Regions from separate parts of the Sus scrofa genome. Here region 1 is linked to region 2. The links are chromatin contacts, called in public HiChIP or PLAC-seq maps. All regions are on one chromosome and are shown on one strand. Each heading gives the region's core, a stretch centred on a gene start, on an enhancer-like site or on the middle of the called end of the contact. The rest is flanking DNA. Distances are from core to core; before and after follow the strand shown.

Region 1 (4,316 bases), core at 1,416-3,915, 770 kb before region 2:
TTTTGTTCAGTGATAATTGACTGAGTCAGAAGAATTCAAATTTCCCTGAGTCTGTTTCTTTGAGAGGCATGAAAAAGGAAGAATCAGGAAGCCATTGAGGTAGTCCAGGTGAGAACTCATTCATTTATTCATTTAGTAAATAGTTGAACACCCATTATGTAAAAAGTATACAGCAGGAGACAAAAGACATGTCCCCTGATACCAAAGAGTTTACATTCTAGTGGAGGAGAAAAACAGTGAATAAGTGAATAAATGAGGTAATTACAGCGTGTGGCAAGTGCTATGAAAGAAAAAAAATAACAATATCATAGTGATGAGGGTACTCAGAGAAGGTGGGCAAAGAAGGTCTAAATCCTGAGTAAGAAGTCATCCATATTCCAGGCAGAGGGAGCAGCATGTTTAATTTTAAAGCCTTGATGTGTAAACAATATGACCAAGCCTTAACTAGCTTAGTTAAGTGGGAGTAGAGAGAAGTGAATGGATTCTTGAGTATTTAGAAGTGAGAATCAACTGGACAGAATGCATGTGGTGCTTGAAGTTTGAACTTGGGCACCTTGCTAGAAAGAGATGCCACTCCCTGAGTTAGGGAGCTCCAGAGGAGAAGCAGGTTTTGGAGACAGACATTTCCTCTCAAGGAAGGGGGGTGCTCTTTCCCCAGGTTGACCAGATTATGTAACAATCAAGGTCAGCATCAGTTCTTCATAGTAACTATGATCCTCACACTTTTCTAAATACCAAATGGAGCAAAGATTGCAACATAAAAATAAGTCTTAGGAGGTCCCTCGTGGCCTAGTAGTTAAAGATCTGGCATTGTCACTACTATGCCACAGGTTCCATCACTGGCCCAGAAACTTGTGCATGCCTCGGGCATAGCAGAAAAAAAAGTCCTAGAAGTAACAATATACAAATGACTGGTTTTTTTAAAAAAAAATTTTTTTTTACCTAAGTGAGGAAGGCCTTTCAAACTACAATGCAAAATCCAGAATCAAAGAAAAATAAAGGATGGATAAATTCAATCCATAAACATCCTTTGTTTTTGCAAGGCAAACTCACACTGAGGAAAAGTTCGCAACTCATTTGACAGAGCTCATTTTCCTAATTATATAATAAATCAATAAGAAAAACAGGCAAAAAATATAAACAGACACAAAAAGGAAAATGTCTCTTACACATAGGAAATAAGACTCACTCAAGGTAATTACAAACTATCCTGAGACACCATTTTTCAGCTATCAGATTGATGTTTGATAATGTGATGATGAGATGGAGAAACAGATACTTATGGAAAATCGAGCAAATCTATCAAAACTGCCCTCCCACACCCTTTGATCCAACTATCTTATCTCTAGGAATAGATCCTACATATATATATGTATACAAAACTACTCACTGAAGCAGTTATAACCAAAGGTTTGAATCTATTTCAATGTCCTTTCCTAGGCACTGATTACACAAATCAGTGTATAAAATGGCATATTATAAACCATAAAAATAATCCTGAGGAAGCTCCTTTTGTACTCTTACAGAATGAGTTTCAAATTATATTAAATGCAGAACCATACGTGTGGTACACCACAAGTTGCTTTACATGTGTAAAATACCTCAAAGAACATTTACGAAATTGATTATATTGTGTGGGCCTCTCAGGGAGTGGAGGGTGGGGAACTAGGCTGCCAGAGGACAGAGATGGGAAGACTTTTCACTGTATATCATTTGAACCAGTTAATGAATTACCTTTCAAAATATAATTTCTGAAGTAAATAAAAACAGCAAAGAAACAAAACTCCTTTGTGATTCTAGATAAACTGGGTAGGAGAGAAGGGAACCAATATTTACTGAGCTCCTACCACGTCCCAGATACTGAAGCCCTTCCACATACTCTCTTAGTTACCCTGGTAGTCCACTGAGATGGGATAAATTATTCTAATTTTACAAGTCAGAAAATAGATTAAATTGGTAATTTAATAATTTAGCCAGTGACAAGCCTAATCTAGCTCCAAAGTTCTAGTCTCTACTTTGCACACTGCTTCCACTGAAGCAAACTGTCCTATTTTTAAAATAATATTGCTATTATTTATTGGGCACTTACGAGGTGCTAGGAACAACTCTGGAAGGCTGGAATTACTAATCCCCCTTTTACAGAGAAGACGAAGCCGAAAGGCGCGTAATGAGCTCAAGGTCACAGACAATTAGAAGCCAGGTTTAATTCCAAATCTGCTCTAGAGTCGATACAGCTCCGGGTTCAAGGGACAAAAGCAGCAATGCTCTCAGGGCTGGAAGGAGGGGGACGTGGACACTTCCGGGGGAGGGGCGAAGCCCGCGGGCTGCGCCAAGCGGCGCAGGCCCCTCGCGCCAAGCTCGCGAGAGGATGTACCCCCGCGCCGCCTGTCGATCACCTGGTCCCGCCCTGCGCCGGCGCGCCTCCGGACAGGCCCCGCCTCCACCTCCGGCAGGGCGGGAAGAAGGCGCGTTCCCCCCCCCGTTACTCTCCGCGGGCGGGCGGGGGAGGCGCGTGCTCGCGAGCTGCGTGCTCGCGTACGTCGCCGGGTTCGGCTGCGTCCGTCCCGCCGCCCGCCCGTTGCCGCCGCCGTCGCCGCGCTCTCGCTTCGCCGGCCGCCGCCTAAGGGGCTGGGGCCGGGCCAAGCCGCCGCCGCAGTTGCCGGGATGCCGCGGGTGTACATCGGCCGCCTGAGCTATCAGGCCCGGGAGCGCGATGTGGAGCGCTTCTTTAAGGGCTACGGGAAGATCCTAGAGGTGGATCTGAAGAACGGGTGAGGAGGGCGGAGGAGGGGCTGGCTGGGTGGGGATGGGACCCTGGCGGTGGCGGGGAGGCCTCGGTGACGGGAGAGGGACGCCTACCCCGCGCAGAGCGCCTACCGGCCTGCTCCCGCTCCGCCATAGTCGCGGCGCCTCGGGGGCGCGGGTAGGCCCCGGTTCCCACTGCGCCTGCGCGGGTGGGGGTGGTGGAGGGATAATGGGAGCGATGGTGAGGCTCTGAGTGGGACGGGGAAAAGGAAAACCCGAGTGGGATTGGGACTCCGGGCGGGAGGGCACAGCTCCAGGACAGCTGGGGAGGCCTGGCTTTTTCCTTCCCAGGGCCTGGTCGATCTCCGGTAGAGACAGACCTTTCCCGCTCTAAGGGCTGCTGGAAATAAACAGATTTCCTGCTCCCTTTTCATTTCTTACCCAGTTTAATGGATCAGATGATCACAGCGCATTTCTCCCAGGGACGGGAGCTCTGAAGGGACACCCTTTTTAGACTTGCCCTGTGCTACACTTTTTTGAGCGGGAGACTCTGGTTTGAGTAGTCTAGTGACAGTTTCGAAAGTATCGGCGTGTGTGGTGCCGAAAGCCTTCACCGTTCCCTCTACAAGGATAAATTAGAGTCTTAGCATGCTATCTTTAAGACTGCGTACGAAGTTTCCATGCTGTGGTTTCCGTTCTCTAACTTGGCAAAAAAATTGCTTTGTCTTTGTAGAATTTGTTAGAGAATAATGGCCCCGGTAACTAGTTAACTAGTTGATGTAAACGGAGACTTACAGCTTGAAACTGCTAACTTGCTACCTATCCGGGTGTGTTCTGTTGCTTGTATTCCTAATTGACTTTGGTAGAGCAGGGCCCACAGGGGCTACAAGTTTCTGGGAAAACAGATTAGGAGTCAGGCCTGGAGAAGATAATCAACAAGGGGAAACTGTGAGAACCAGAAAATGTTAGCGGGTATACAAAGGCATGGATATACAAAAATAAAAGGAGTAAGGGGGACATTTTAGTGTACTAAACCTTGGGTGTTAAGAGGAACTCTGGCTTTTTTTTTTTTTTTTTTTTTAAGACCTGCTTTGCAACAAGTTTGTTATGGGTACAGTTTACTCCCAATGTAATGCTAGCAACTAACATTTGAGAAGTTAAGAAAAATACCTGAGTTGCACATTTGAAAAAAACTGGAAGCTACAGTATACTCAAACTGTTGCCTAGGTTTAAAAAGTTATTTCAAATTAATTGTTAGGCAGAATCACCTTCTTGCTAAGGAAAGTGTCATCAAGTGTTTATTATGAATACTGATTTCTTTTAGAGTAGAAGTCTTCGGAAATTACTTGTTTTGTACGGAAATTACTTGTTTCAGTTCTTATACTAGATAAAGTGGGCCGGAGGTTGTTATTGTGATATGTATCATATATCTGAATGATCGAGAATGGAGTTTAAACTTACAGATTTTCTTTAGAGCCCAATTAAGTTGTCGGGATAATTAAATTTGGTAAGGAAAGCTTAGGTTTTGAAATCAGGCAGGCCTGGGTCAAATCTTAGCTTCACCACTTACT
Region 2 (4,650 bases), core at 188-2,687:
CTCATAATTCAGGTTCGTCGATTGTATCCTGAGGACAGAAATCTTCAGGTTTCAAAAAAAAAGCTCAACGCTCTTAATAAACAATATACCAAAACCCATGAGCTGGGTGCTTTCGGATAATTGGCTAAGAATTCCAGTTAGGTTTTGTCAGCTATGAACCCTCAGCGCCCCCTGCAGGCACGACTCTGCTATAGCTCAGAACAGACGGGGAGGGGAAAAGGTGGTTCACAGGATTGTCCGTTCTTGAAAAGAGGCCAGGCAACAGCTAAGTAAAGATTGTGTGGTTGTTGAGGAGTTTCCCTGATGCCAGCAGGAACCAGATTCCCAAAGGACACTCCCCCGCCCCCCCAGCCAGAATGCACTTCCCGTTGTTTCGGCTTACTCTCTCACCGTACAGACGGAAGCCTGGGGTCCAGAGAGAAGGCATTTGCTCAAGGTCCCTCAGGAAGCTGGTCACAGGGCAATACCTGGAACCTTGGGGTCCAGGTCCCCAGTCGAGGGCCACTTGCACCACAACACACGGCCCCAGGAGCCTCACATTTCCAGGAAGAATTCTTTGCTGAATTGGCTCCGATGTCCTGATTTCCCTCTTCCTCCTTCTCCTCCACGCCTAGAGGCTCCATATATTCCATTCTCAATCACCCTGAGGCCTGTCACTGAAGCAATGCCCCAGGGCCTTGCCACCATCCTGATCCACTTCTTCCTGTCCTCAAAAGTCTTTTGTATACCCCCCACTCCTCGAAAAAATTGTGCTTGGAAGCAGAATTAATGTTGAAGGGTCCAGTTCTAACCCTTAGCTGTGCGAATCCAGGCAAGTCACTTCGCCTCTCTGAACCTGGTTCCTGCTGAGTAAAATGGGGCGATAACGTTTACCTTCACAGGGGCTATTGTAAGGATGAGAGCTAAGGCATACAAATTCCTTAACAAGGCTTGAATAAAGATTAAGAGACCAACAAACTGTAAGTATCATTTAAATTGTTACTATTGTTCTTATTTTAAAGTACAGTGACTGGCAGATAGTTTTGTGTTCAAGAAAGGTGATTATAACCATTGAAATTAAAAGTTTGGCGCTAGAAACCCGGCCTTAAGCCGGGACTAAATAAACGATGGTTAATGATATAGCTTTTTTTTTTTTTTTTGTCTTTTTGTCTTTTTAGGGCCGCATCGGTGGCTTGCGGAGGTTCCCAGGCTAGGGGTCGAATCAGAGCTGTAGCTACTGGCCTACACCACAGCTCAGGGCAACGCCGGATCCTTAACCCACTGAGCGAGGCCGGGGAGAGAACCTGCGTGCTCATGGATGCTAGTCAGATTCGTTTATGCTGAGCCAGGAAGGGAACCCAAGTGATGTTGCTTTTTTGACCCAAGGGTGCCCAGGACGTTTGCAGTCCAAAAATCTCCTGAACAAAAGCTGCTGCGCTTACTTGTTTTCGGTCAGCAACAGGCTCCTCTTACGAAAACCGCGGGCGTCCAATGAACAGGAAGATGGGCGGGGTTGCCTGGCAGCCAATAGCAGTCCGCAGCGGCATGCGGGCTAGGCCCAGGCAGGTTTCCAGGCTGGTTAGGGAAACTAAACCGCAAGACAGTTTGCTCGGCGGGGAGTGTCTCCAAATTCTCCTCGCTCTGCTTATCAACCGGGCTCTGATTGGTGCAGACTGTGTCGGCCCGCCCCTCCCGCCGCCGGCCCCCTCCCCTGGGAGGTGGCAGGGACTATCCCCTTCGCTTTCGTTTCTTTTTTTTTTTCTCTTTCATTTTCTTTTAATGAACTTTTGGTTTTAGTGCATGTTTTTCCTTTTCAAATTATAAATGACATATGTTATATCAGAATATTTTGAAAATACAGGAAAGTGTAAAGGTACAAAAGACGTAACTCGAAATATTTCCCCCCCTTTATGTTTTCTAATGTTTTTCAGGCTTTCTACTCTAAACTGGTATTACTCCTGTTCATTATTCTATTGTAAAAGTGTAAAACTGGAAGGGATCAAAGTGCTCACCAAAGAGGACTGGTTCAAATAATAAACCAGATTCCCAAAAGACCCTCCAGCAGGAATGCACTTCCCGTTGTTCTTGTCTCCACAGTGGAATATCATGCAGTAAAGAAGCAGGAGGTAGCTCTACGTGCTCTATTGTAGATGCTCTAGGTGAAATGAAAATGTATGCTGCATTTAATGTTAGGTTAAAACAAACAAAAAAACAAGTTGCCCAGTGATGCACTTAGAATTATGTCATATGAAGTTCCCGTTGTGGCGCAGTGGTTAACGAATCCGACTAGGAACCATGAGGTTGCGGGTTGGATCTCTGGCCTTGCTCAGTGGATTAAGGATCCGGCCTTGCTGTGAGCTGTGGTGTAGGTCGCAGATGTGGCTCGGATCCTGTGTTGCTGTGGCGTAGGCCGGTGGCTACAGCTCTGATTAGATCCCTAGCCTGGGAACCTCCATATGCAGGGGGAGCAACACTAGAAACGGCAAACAGACAAAAAAAAAAAAATAGAATTATGTCATAGATACCATCCATAAATATACAGAGGCAACAAAAGTCTGGAAAGATGTGTAGTTTGCAACAAACTATTAGGATCCAGTTACATCTGGAATAAAAGGATGATAGAGAATTATAAGGTTTTATGCACTATATTTATTTAATGATTGTTTAAAAACCAAGATGGGACTTCCCACTGTGGTGCAGTAGGTTAAGAATCCTGTGTTTCTGCAGCTGTGCCTGCCAGAAGTCACAGTTTGGGTTGGGATTTGATCCCTAGCTGCAGGGCTTCCATATACCACTGGTTCAGTTGAAAAAGCAAATAAATAAATGAATGCCAAAATGTATTATGTTGGTAACTTAATAAATAAAAAAGGATCCTTTTAGAGAATGGGAGCAATCCTTTCAAAATTCTAATCCTACTACCAAGAGAGGATCAGTGTTAACATATTGGGGTTTTTTTTTGGGGGGGTTATATTTATTTACTATATATTATATATTCTTTTAAAAATCTTTTTTGGGGAGATATGCTGCAGGAGTGGCCCTAAAAAAAAAAGACAAAATATAAAATTTATATATATGTTCTTTAACCTATGCATATATATAGTATATAAATTATGTATGGTTATATTGCCTGCTTTTTCCACTTACTACATTTCATGATAATTTTCAAGATATTAAGTATTCCTTAACATAATTAAAAAAAATAATAACCTGAGATTTTACAGATAGGTCATGTTGTTTTTAGTAATTTTTTTAACTGAGGTAAAATTGGTTTATAAAATTATATTACATGTCAAATGAAACTAAATTTCTAGAAGCAAATTCACAAGTCAAAGACTGTAAACAAATACATTTTGCTTGATGCTAATGATAAAAACTTTTAAAAGTTTATATCTGTGAATATTATTGAACCTGTTTTCAGTTGAGCTGCCATAACAAAATATCCTAGACTGGGTAGCTTAAAAAACAGAAATTTATTTTGTCACAGTTCTGGAGGCTGGAAGTCCAAGATAAGGTGCCAGCATTTTGGGGTTCAGGGGAGAGCTGTCTTCCTGGCTTACGAATAGCTGCCTTAGCACTGTGTCCACAGATGGCAGATCATAAGTAAGCTCTCTGATGTCTCCTCTTGTAAGCATACTAATCCCATCATGAGGATCCCACTCTCATGACCTCATCTAAACCTAATTATCTCCCCAAAGGCCCTATTCTGAAATACTATCACACTGGGGGTTAGGAGTTCAACTCATGAAATTAGGGGGACACAATTCAGTCCATAGCAATCCCTAAAATGAGCCTGGCACTCTGCTTCAGGCAGAGGTACAAAGGTGAATAATGTGCAATACCTGGTTGCCAAGGTCAAGTAGATGAGGAAGATGGAAGCAAATATGGATAGCTCAGATAAGCAAAGACATGATAATAGTCTGACCAAGGAGTTCCCGTCATGGCACAGAGTTAGCGAACCTAACTAGGACCCATGAGGTTGTGTGTTTGATCCCTGGCCTTGTTCAGTGGGTTAAGGATCTGGCATTGGCGTGAGCTGTGGTGTAGGTTGCAGATGCACCTCAGATCTGATGTTGCTCTGGCTGTGGCGTAGGCTGGCAGCTGTAGCTCTGATTGAACCCCTAGCCTGGGAACCTCCATATGCCGCAAGTGTGGTCCTGAAAAGTGCAAAAACAAACAAAAAACCCCACAAAAACAAAAGCAAAAAGAAATAAACAAAGAAAATAGTTCGACGAAGTCACTACTGAGCATAAAACTCTTTGTGGATCTTATCATCCAGTTGTATTTGGATATACAATGGGTCATATTTGGTCTGCTGATAGATTTTATCCACTCCTCTAGGTTTACAAAAAATTGATGAAGTTGCTAAGCTATAAAAATTAGGTCCAGGAATTCCCTAGTGGCTCAGTGGTTTAAAGATCTGTCATTGTCACTGCTGTGGTGGGGGTTCGAGCCCTGGCCCAGGAATTTTCACGTACTGCAGGCACAGCCAAAAAAAAAGGAGTTCCCATTGTGGCTTAGTGGGTTAAGAACCCTACTGATATCCATGAGGATGTGTGTTTGGTCCCTGGACTTTCTCAGTGGGTTAAGGATCCAGCATTGCCGTGAGCTGTGGTGTAGGTCCAGACTCTGCCAGTGGCTACAGCTCTGGTTAGATCCCTAGCCTGGGAACCT

The links. HiChIP or PLAC-seq counts read pairs in DNA pulled down with a chosen protein or histone mark.
Region 1: a contact with region 2 is called in an H3K27ac HiChIP or PLAC-seq map of alveolar macrophages. The contact joins the promoter of SRSF4 here to the promoter of SESN2 in region 2. A contact is called at or near these places in 1 of 5 promoter capture datasets (fetal liver) and 1 of 2 datasets of contacts at active chromatin or transcription factors (alveolar macrophages).

The regions. Positions count from the first base shown.
Region 1 is chr6:86,090,952-86,095,267 of Sscrofa11.1, reverse strand. It overlaps SRSF4 (serine and arginine rich splicing factor 4), which reads left to right and starts at 2,665. Exons shown (of 6, transcript NM_001077216.1): 1 at 2,665-2,771. The coding sequence starts at 2,665. It also overlaps a transcript of MECR not described here.
Region 2 is chr6:85,318,769-85,323,418 of Sscrofa11.1, reverse strand. SESN2 (sestrin-2) reads right to left here and starts at 1,437. Exons shown (of 12, transcript XM_021095666.1): 1 at 1,422-1,437.